2 separate regions of the Pan troglodytes genome follow, and region 2 is linked to region 1. A link is a contact called in public Hi-C data. All regions are on one chromosome and are shown on one strand. Each heading gives the region's core, a stretch centred on a gene start, on an enhancer-like site or on the middle of the called end of the contact. The rest is flanking DNA. Distances are from core to core; before and after follow the strand shown.

What was found. A called contact is a pair of places that touch in the nucleus more often than the background predicts.
Region 2: a Hi-C map of stem cell-derived neural progenitor cells shows a contact between it and region 1, with 3 times the contacts expected there. The contact joins the promoter of SMAD4 here to the promoter of ME2 in region 1. A contact is called at or near these places in 1 of 7 Hi-C or Micro-C datasets (stem cell-derived neural progenitor cells) and 1 of 1 datasets of contacts at active chromatin or transcription factors (stem cell-derived excitatory neurons).

Annotation. Positions count from the first base shown.
Region 1 is chr17:60,936,221-60,941,027 of NHGRI_mPanTro3-v2.0_pri, reverse strand. It overlaps ME2 (malic enzyme 2), which reads right to left and starts at 2,469. Exons shown (of 16, transcript XM_024350844.3): 1 at 1,777-2,469.
Region 2 is chr17:61,087,407-61,092,595 of NHGRI_mPanTro3-v2.0_pri, reverse strand. SMAD4 (SMAD family member 4) reads right to left here and starts at 2,752. Exons shown (of 13, transcript XM_054671788.2): 1 at 2,601-2,752. It overlaps LOC107969495 (a long non-coding RNA gene), which reads left to right and starts at 2,319. Exons shown (of 3, transcript XR_008540634.2): 1 at 2,319-2,427.

The DNA of each region.
Region 1 (4,807 bases), core at 1,220-3,719:
CACTGCACTCCAGCCTGGGCAACAGGAGCAAAACTCCGTCTTAAAGAGAATAAAATATGTCTAGTTTGTCTGAAATTCATCAAAATCAATTAGAGTTTTTAACTTAATATACAGATTATACATATATAGCTATAAGTTTTTAATTTTACAAAAGAAGTTCCCAAATGGTAAATGGGTTTTTTCCTTTATGAATATTTTGTTTTCATAAATATATTAAAAGACAAAAACATATAAACACCCTCTAAGGGTGTCACCCATAAGCAGTTCTCAGGAATAGCTACTAAGCATAAATACATTATTCTCAAGAGAATATTTCTACAGAAGCATAGCCCAACATTTCCTATTAATGCATGATAAAAGTCATATTAGGAGCTAGGCGCGGTCGCTAACGCCTGTAATCCCAGCACTTTGGAAAGTCAAGGTGGGTAGATCACTTGAGGTCAGGAGTTCGAGACCAGCCTGGCCAATATGGTGAAACCCCTGTCTCTATTAAAATTACAAAAATTAGCTGCCCTCAGGTGATCCACCCACGTCGGCCTCCCAGAAGTGCTGGAATTACATGCGTGAGCCACCGCGAACGGCCTATATGTATGTTTTTAAAAACAACTGTTTCTCTCATCTAATTTACAGAATATTTGTAAATTGAAAATCAAAATTATGGGTACAACATCGCAATTAGCTTAACAACATGAGCAATGCTTAAGGAGCATACACGTTTAAGGGAGTGGGGGTGGAGGATGCAGCTATGAAGTTAGACCACTTGAGTTTGAATCTAGGCTTTGTCACGTTAAAACTGTTGTCTTAGGCAAGTTACTTAACCTACCTAAACCTTAGTTTCCTGGTTTGTAAACTGGAGGCAGTAACAGTATCAACCTCAAAGGGTTATTTTGAGATAATCCGTGAAGAAACTAGCGCTCTGCCTGTCACTAGCAATTAATACATGCTACTATTGTTATCGTTATCAACTGCAACACTAACAGAAATAGCAATGCCCACCTCTTTGCTTAGAGGTGATAGCCACAAGCATCAGGAAGGTAAATCCACAGACAGAAGATGATAAAACGTTTTGTAAGAAAGCACGTGATAATTTGATCACGCTTCTCACCACAAGCAACGTAAATTTTCTAGAATTATCTCTGGAACCAAAAAAGAAAGTCCAAACCTAGGACCACCTAGGTAACACCACATGCAGAGATAGTTATCGCCAGCGTGAAAGAAACACCTGCCAATCCCGGTCCACAGATGGCATTTCATAATAGACGGAATCGGTCCAATCTCAGAACTCTCCAGCCCGCAGCAAGTCTTTTTTTAAAGGGAGGAGCCACACACACAGCCTAACTCCTGCCGTTAACTCGGCCCGACTGAATAAAGGAGATAGACTTGCCAAAGGGTTTCCAGCCACAGAAGTCCTTTTGTGGAGGGGTGCAGAAAGAGCGAGAAAGAGATGCTGGCGTTTGGAGGCCCAGGGCCTCGCTCCCGGGCGAGAGCGGGGCGCCCAGGCACCAGCGGGCGGAGGAACCTGGAAATCGCGCGCCGGGTAGAGCCGCGGCCGCTGGAACCTGGGTCGCCGCGATGTAGCCGGTCCCTCGCCCTCAGCCCAGACTCCGCGGACCGTTTCCCTTCCCCCAGCCCCCACCTCCAGGCCGGCAACGGCGGGGGCCGCACGCGCGGAGGCCGGAGACGCGGCAGCGCTGGGCTCTCGGGGCCGGGCCAGGGGAGGCCGGCGCCCGCTCCTCTCCCGGACCCCCGCCCGGGCCCCACCGCGCCGGGCCTTACCAGAGGTCTCGCGCCGCGACAGGTGGTACACCCGGCGGAGAGGCCGCGCCCTGCCGCCCGCCCTGGCGATGCTCAGCTCCCGCGCCGCCCGGCCCTCCCCTTCTGCGAGCCTCCCGGAGCTGCCGTCAGCTCAGGCTCACACTGGCGCGGGCGGCCCCACACCCAGAGGCGGCCCGAAGAGCGGCCGGGTGAGGGGAGGGCGCGAGGAGCCGGCCAGCCGCGGGGCCGGGAAGGCGTGGCCCACGGTGGAGACGGACGGGCTCGCGGGCCAATGGGAGGCAGGAACCGGCCGGAGGGGCGGGCTCCGTCTGGAGGCTTAGCTGCCGGCGCCGGGGTTCCTGTCCTCCGCGCCTTCCTCAACCCAGCTCCTGGAGGTTACGGTTCTGAGGCGGGGCGGGCGGCCTCGTGGACGCGATGCTGAGGATGTGAGAAGTGCAGTGCAGAGAAGGAGGTGGAGCTCCGCCGCTCCATGAAGGAAGCCGGGGCTGGCCGACCGCGCCCCCAGCACTCCTGGCCCGGGGGTCCCAGTCTCCGAACCCGCGGAGAACAGGGAAGCTGGGAGTTGGGGTCTGTCCTGCCTGAGCCACAGAGGAAGGGGGAGAACAGGAGGGCAGGAGACGGCAAAGGAAGGAGGAAGAGGACCCAGGAAATGCGAGGCTTCCGCACTTCAGCGACGCTTTCACTTTCCGAGCTGTTTTGTGTGCAAAGGACTTGCTCTTCTGCAGAATTCTTTGCCACTCCTCATGGCTACTGGCAAGGTTATTTGCCTGCGGTGAATTTACCAATCACCTCCACTGTCACAGTCACCATAAATAGATGTTCAATGTTCTGCCTCAGAAAAGCACCGGAACACTTAATTGTCTTGTCCTTGAAAGCAGCAGGGACCGTGCCTTCCAACATCCCTACCCCCGCCCTCCCAACGGTTGTGACATGGGAGGATATTTCTTCACCCTTATTTCAGAAAATGTTATCACCCAAAACTCTTTACTATAATGAGCTTGTGTACTCTTAAAACAAGGCATGGTAATGACAATTTCAAAAATAAGATGTAAAATATAAAAAAAGAGGCAAGGCAGAATAAAATTAAAAGTGATGGAAATGTAGGATTGAGAAGATGGAGTGGAAGTAGGGAAGAGTGAATTGCTCCCTCCTAAACTCTGACAATTAAATAAAATCTGGGGCAATCGCCCCTCTCTGAACATTGAAGGGTGGGGCCTGTGAGGAGGAAACTCCAGTTAGGTGATAATCCAGAAGTGTGGTTGCTATAATAACCACCGCAGGCAAGGAGAGGTTATAAATATGCATGACCTAAAGTAACTCTGCTTGCCAGGAACTTACAAGATGCAGCAGGTTGGATGAAGGAAACTAAACATTACCAGTGTCTTTCTACATAAACGCTTCATTAGTAGAGGTCAAATTCTTTGTCTTTGAAAGACAGTTGTGGGGGTGTTGGGGGGTAGATGGGGAATGGGGAGATGTTGGTCAAAGGGTAAAAAGTTTCAGGAGTAAGTTTTAGAAATATCGCACAGCATGGTGACTATAGTTCATAATGTATATTTCGCAATGGCTGAAAGAGTAGATTTAAAATATTCTCACCAAAAAGAATTAAGTATGTAAGGTGATGGATATATTAGCCTAATTTGATCATTCCACAATGTATTGAAACATTACATTGTATCCCATTGCATTAAAGTATATACATTTTTTTTCTTTCGAGATGGAGTCTTGCTCTGTCGCCCAGGCTGGAGTGCAGTGGCGTGATCTTGACTCACCAAAACCTCCGCCTTGCAGGTTCAAGCGATTCTTTTGACTCAGCCTCCCAAGTAGCTGGGATTACAGGCACCCGCCACCATGCCTAGCTGATTTTTGTGTTTTTAGTAGAGCCGGGGTTTCTCACCATGTTTCCCAGGCTAGTCTCGAATTTCTGGCCTCAAGTGATCTGCTTGCTTCGGCCTCCCAAAGTGCTGGGATTACAGGCATGAGTCACCCGCGCCCGACCATAATTATATACAATTGTTTGTCAATTTAAAGAATTTAAGGACAGTTTGTCCTACATTCGAATAATCCCAGATTGAAAGTTGTAGAGAGCTATCATGGAGGGAATTTATTTTGCTTAAATTGAAGTCAATTTATTCCTTATTAAATACCCGCTACCGTCAAGGAGGTAGACACTGCTGTTTTCTGGTCTGCTCTGACAACAGTTTCCTTCCCCTTAGCCACTTACAGTGATTGGTCAAAGACTTCCTAATGAAAACAGAATTCCATCCTGGCTAACTCGGTGAAACCCCGTCTCTACTAAAAATACAAAAAATTAGCCGGGCTTGGTGGCGGGCGCCTGTAGTCCCAGCTACTCGGGAGGCTGAGGAAGGAGAATGGCGTGAACCCAGGAGGTGGAGCTTGCAGTGAGCTGAGATCGCGCCACTGCACTCCAGCCTGGGCGACAGAGCGAGACTCCGTCTCAAAAAAAAAAAAAAAAAAAAAGAAAAGAAAAGAAAAAGAAAACAGAACTAACTTTTTCTGCTACTGTGCACACACAGTCACCACAGAACACAATACTTCACCTTTAGTCACCAAAATGTGTGTGGGTTGCTCTTCACCAACAACCAGTTCTTCAGCTGTGACCTGGTGGGTGTCCTATAATTTAACTCAATTCTGATGCTATCTACCAGGAGATAGTGTCGCATCGCACAGGTTGAGGGCTCAGTCTCACAAGAGTGTCCCCCACTTCAGATGCCAGTCACAAGTCCCAGGTTGCCATTACCCTGTCACTGGGTTATATTAATTTGCTAGGATGGCTCACAAAACTCAAGGAAACACTTTACGTACATTACAAAGGATGTCATAAAGGACACAGATGAACAGCCAGATGGAAGAGATGCATGGGGCACAGTATGTGGCAAGGGGTGTGGAGCTTCCATGCCCTCTCTTGGCTTACCACCCTCCATATGCCTTCACGTGTTCAGCAATCAGGAAGCTCTTTGAACCCTATCCTTCTGAAGTTTTATGGAGGCTTCCTTACATAGGTGTGATT
Region 2 (5,189 bases), core at 1,503-4,002, 150 kb before region 1:
TGAAGGCAGTGACCTAAACAGAAACATACACTCCCACTTCAAAAATAAAAAAAACGAAGATGCAATACTTCTTTAAAACTCGCCCAAAAACCTGGAAAGCAAAGAAAAAGCCACTTCTATTAATAGAGTCACAAAATGTTATAACGACTTTTATCAAAAGAAGCTTTTAGTTTTAATTCCAACAACTTAAACCTACATAATTCACCATCGTCTTTAGACCTAAAGCTACTCCAAATTACAAATGCTTGGTCCATCTCTATTACATTTGTTCTGTAACAAACCCATTTAAGTAAACAAAATCATGACAGCATTATGGAAGAAACACTAATTTTAAAAACCGTATTTTTAAATGTTAATCATTTTACAGTTTGGAATATTATGTACTAATCATATCAGAACTTTCCAATATAGAGAAAGTCCTTAGCATTAGAAAAAAGTTACATTTTAGAACTTCCTAGATTTCAACTGAAATATATATTATCTAGTCTCTGCAGGGTATGGCAAAAGTAATTTATGAAATCCACCATAAAAATTATTCAAATGCCATGTTCTAAATATAATTACGAAATTACGCATCTTTTTTTTTTTTATACTAAATGGTTTTTGCCAGCAAAAAGGAGTGAACCCACTTCTTAAAACACCCGAGTAACCAAGCTGCTACTAAGACTAGAAGGATGCTAATTCTGGCAAAAGTCAAAGGTTACTAACAAAAATTAGCTAAGATTATATGTTTGCAGAAAGTCAATTCAGGGTAATTCCGCTATTATCCTGTTGTGTTTATTATTCCTAAATAACTGGCAATTCCACCTTAAACTACGGTGCAAAAACTAAATGCATTAAGAAACTAATTTGGAAATAAATGTGTTTTTTTAAATAAAAACAAACGTACTTAGGTTTTTGAAGGGAAACAGCTATCAATCTTCAACAGGGCTTTTTAAAGCCTCTGCACCAGCAAATAAACCTTTCAGGTTAACTGAACACACTTGTGTCTTTGAAAATCTAGTTTGAGAAATCCTAACAGCAGTTTGGGACAAGTGATGGAGCCACCGCCCTCCACCCTACACCAATTTCACTGTCAGTACATGCAGTGCTAACAGTAAGATCAGCTGTGTCTTTTATTAGGAAGCATGTTTTATTGGGGGCAAGGAGGGATTCAGTTAGGTGCTAAGCATGTGTCCTGCATACCACTGTCACTCTCAGTACTCAAAAAGTAAACATATCAAAGCCAGAAGCGTAAACTGGCATGACAAGACTAGGAAGAGAAAGTAGGGGACAAAGACAAAACAGAAATTGGCTGGAGAAAATAAATTTAGACAAACAATTTACAACTTTCACTTAGACCCTAAGGCAACACATTCCAGCCGACCCAACGCGCTCAGCCGGGGCGACCGTGAAACTACTGAGAACAACAAAGAGGAGCGGCGGCCGCGGCAGGAGTCCCGTCCGAGTTTAACTTGATTCTCCCACGAGCTGCAAGCGGAGCTGGGGGCCGGAGGGACGCGAGGCACCGCCGCCCGGCATTCAACCGGCCCGCCCGGCCCGGCTCGTAAGGCGGCCGCGGTCGCCCTCCCAGAGGATTCCGCGCGCTCCCCGCCGCCGCCGCCGCCGCCGCCGTCGTCGGGAGCCCGCCCCGGGGCGGGGAAGCCGCGGGCGGGGTGCGCGGGCCCGGCCGGGGGAAGGGGAGGGGACATGGCGCGGTTACCTGGGCTCTGGCGGTGGCGAGGGGAGTCCGCTCTCCCGCCGCTGCTGGTCCGCGGACGCACCGGGCCCGTAGCTTTCCCCGGCGGCCCGGAGAGCTCCTCGGCCCCCGCCCCGAGGCGTCTCGGCCAGGCCGCCCCTCCTCAGCGCCGCGCCGCTGCCCGCGCGGGCCGGACCGCCTCGAGCTCCCGGGCCGCCCTGCGGCGGGGGGCCTCTCTCGCTGGGCGCCTGGCTCCCCTCACCCGCTCCCACCCCCTGGGCGGCCGCGGAGCCTAGGGGAGAGCAGGAAGGGCCTCCCGAGGAGAGCGGGAGGGCGCGAACGCAGGCTCCGCCACCCAAACCGCTCCGTTACCGCAGCGGCGACGACGACCAGGGCCGTGTTGTTGCTGCCAACTTGTCGAGAGGCCACTGAGCATGCGCGCGCGGGGACCACATCCGGGTAATTTCAGGGTTTGGCCCTTTTCCCCCGCAGCTTTCCTTTCTCCCGGCTGCCCCCGCCTCCCGCCCCGAGTGACGGGGAGGGTCGCTCTGCGCAGGCGCCTACAGGGCAGCGCCAGCCGGCGGGCGGCTCTGAATCTGGACCTGGGCCTGGGCCTGGGCCTGGGCCTGGGCCTCAGCGCGGGCGGAGGCGAAGGCCTGTTTGAGGGAGTGGTCGCCAGGGAAATTGGCATCTGGTTGCAAAAAAGTACCCAAGGAGCGCGGGAGAGCTCGGCGTAGAGTGGGCGTCCAGTAAGTGTTTATAAATAGCTATTAGCCCGGCCTTTGTTGTTTTTTTGTTTTGTTCTGTGTTGAGGACCTGCGTAGGCACAAAAATTGGCCTTCAACAGCCAGTCGACAGCTCTGGGGAGAAGGTGGCTAGGTTGTAGGAGTTCACTTCGGGAAGAAACAGACGCTGGCGGCACCTTCCTTCTCTTTCTGGCAGCCCCGAATCACGAGCCCCAGAGGTGTTTACACTCGAGAGACGCACAGGACAGTCAAGGAATCACATATTGAAGAGCCTTGCCAGGCGTTGCAAGTGTGAGTGGATTTTGTTGGAAGAGATGTAGGCGCACTCTCGGAGCTGGAGGGGAACTTCGAATCCTACGACACACCTGTTAACTAGGTTACCTGTTTGTTTGGTGGGGGAAGGCATAGGCTCTGCTTTTGACTTTATGCCTCTTTTATTTCACATTTTTTACAAGACGCATGCATTTCTTTTTCATTTAAAACGCATTAATGATTTATTTTCACCAACCAGGAACTACTTGGGAACTACTTTTAGTCCCTCCAAAACCAATGATTAGCCAGTTCTAAAGTCATTTCTTAGGTCACGTCGCCCAGAAAATCTCTACACCCACCGTACGCCTTCACCACTCATACTCAGTGCTTCATTCTATCCTCCACATCACCGCCTGGGCCATTCCCTCTTTTACCAGAAAGCCCCTAAAGCTCCAAACTGGTGTTCTCTTACCCCTGGGGTTTATGGAGACCAGTTTTAAGGGAATTCATTTCCACATCTTCCATTGCTATATATTCTATTTTCTAAAATTGCCCAGCTTGAGAAAGGAGCTGAGGACACAGCATCCCCTTTCAAAACTGTCCTCCCACCTTACAAAAGAAAGTCAAAATTCTCACCCACTACTAAGGTGCATGGGATCAATGCAGAACCTCCCCAGCAATCCAAAAGGGACAATTCAAAAATCGGTATCTATGCTGAGAAAGTAAATGACCTTAGTGAATGGATATTAAATTATTTTTCAAGTCAGATAGTTTTCAAATCTTTTCTGTCAACAAAACTGAAGGAAGATCTGTCAGCTGATAGATTACAAAACATGATTTGGTAACAGATCAATATGTGAATCTTAGGTAATATACCTCAGAAGAAGTTTTTAAGAAATTGAGACATTGTTATAACTAAACTTCTTCTGTTCCGTCTGTATTAGTTACCTATTGCTGTATAACAATCTCACCACAAATATAGAAGCTTAAAACAACAAACATTTATGATCTTACAGATTCTCTGAGTCAGGATTCCAGGCATGGCTTAGCTGGGTCCTCTACAAAGTGAGGCTGGAACAAAGGATCTGCTTCCAAGTTCATGTGGTTGTTGGCACCATTCAGTTCCTTGCAGGCTACAGGACTGAGGGCCTTAGTCCCTTGCAGGCTGTTGGCTGGAGACCCCCTCTGTTCCTTGCCATGTGGTGCTCTCCATAGGGAAGCTAACAATATGGCAGCTTGCCTCTTCGAAGCCAGCAACGGGAAGAGTCTCAGCAAGACACTGGTTTCAATCTTATGTAACATCATCACATACACAGTATCACTCATACTCTGTCACCTTTGCCATACATTGCTGGCCAGAAGCAAATCACAGGCGCCACCTACACTGAAGGGGAAGGAAACACACAAAAGCTTGAACACCAGGAGGTGGGAATCATATGGGGCCTCTTTAGAGTCTACCACACCATCTATTTATTTATGCAAATAATATTCCCTGTAAGCTCAACCTCTTCTCAGAATTTCCCTTCAGGTTCCCTTCACCTTTTTACTTAAGGAAACCCAACTTTGCCCTGGGACACTGCTCCTCCTTCCACCTCTCAAGTAGTGGCAACTGTGTTTTCTTTCTTTTTTTTTTTTTTTTTCATTTTTAAAATAGATCAGTTTTATTCTGCCAGTTCCATAAAAACAATGTAAACGCAAGCGTTCTGTACATCTTGCTGGTGAATTCACATAACGTTTAGTTCCCTGATCCTTGACCTCCTCGTCTTCTCCAGTTATTTTCTGTTTGGACTACTGGCCACAGGAGTGGAGTGGGATTGGGGCTTAGGAGAGACCAATGTGGCCTTTTGGTATGACTTGTTTTATTGCTTGCCCTCTCAGCACACTCCTGTTACTCCTAACACAAAGGTTGAGATTTAAGCCCTTAAACCTGTAGGTTTCACCGTCAGCTTTTTCTTTTTTTTCTTTTTTTTTGGCATAGGCATTACTAAGGACGTGAATGAGAGACTGGTATAGAAAGTGGTGAGGAGCCGAAGCCAACAAATTGCTTTAAACACAAGATGAAAATGCTCTGTTCTGTCCTCACGAAGAATCACCTAATACTGGTGTGAGGCATCTCACTTAGCTGTAGAAAAGTCCTTGGAATTAGATCTCAGATAGTTCCAGCTTTAAGACAGTAAAACCTTTTGGCAATGGGCTAATTGCCTTAAAGGAAAGAAGAGTTCTTACTTGAAAGACCTTGCAGGGGGAGAAATTGTCCTACAAAGATTCTTGGAAATGTTAGTGGAGATAACTGACATGGGTAGCTGTGGGACAACCAGGAACTGTCAACAGCCCGATCTCAGCAAAACCAGGACAGCCAGTTAATAGTTCTTCAGTTCTCTGATGGTCACAAATGTAATTTTATTTTATTTAGCCTTGTGGAGGTTCTGCAACAAATGTAATTTTAAAGGAATTGGGAGCCAGAAAGATAAATGCAACTTCTTCAACTATGTGACAGGGCAGACTGGTTAATC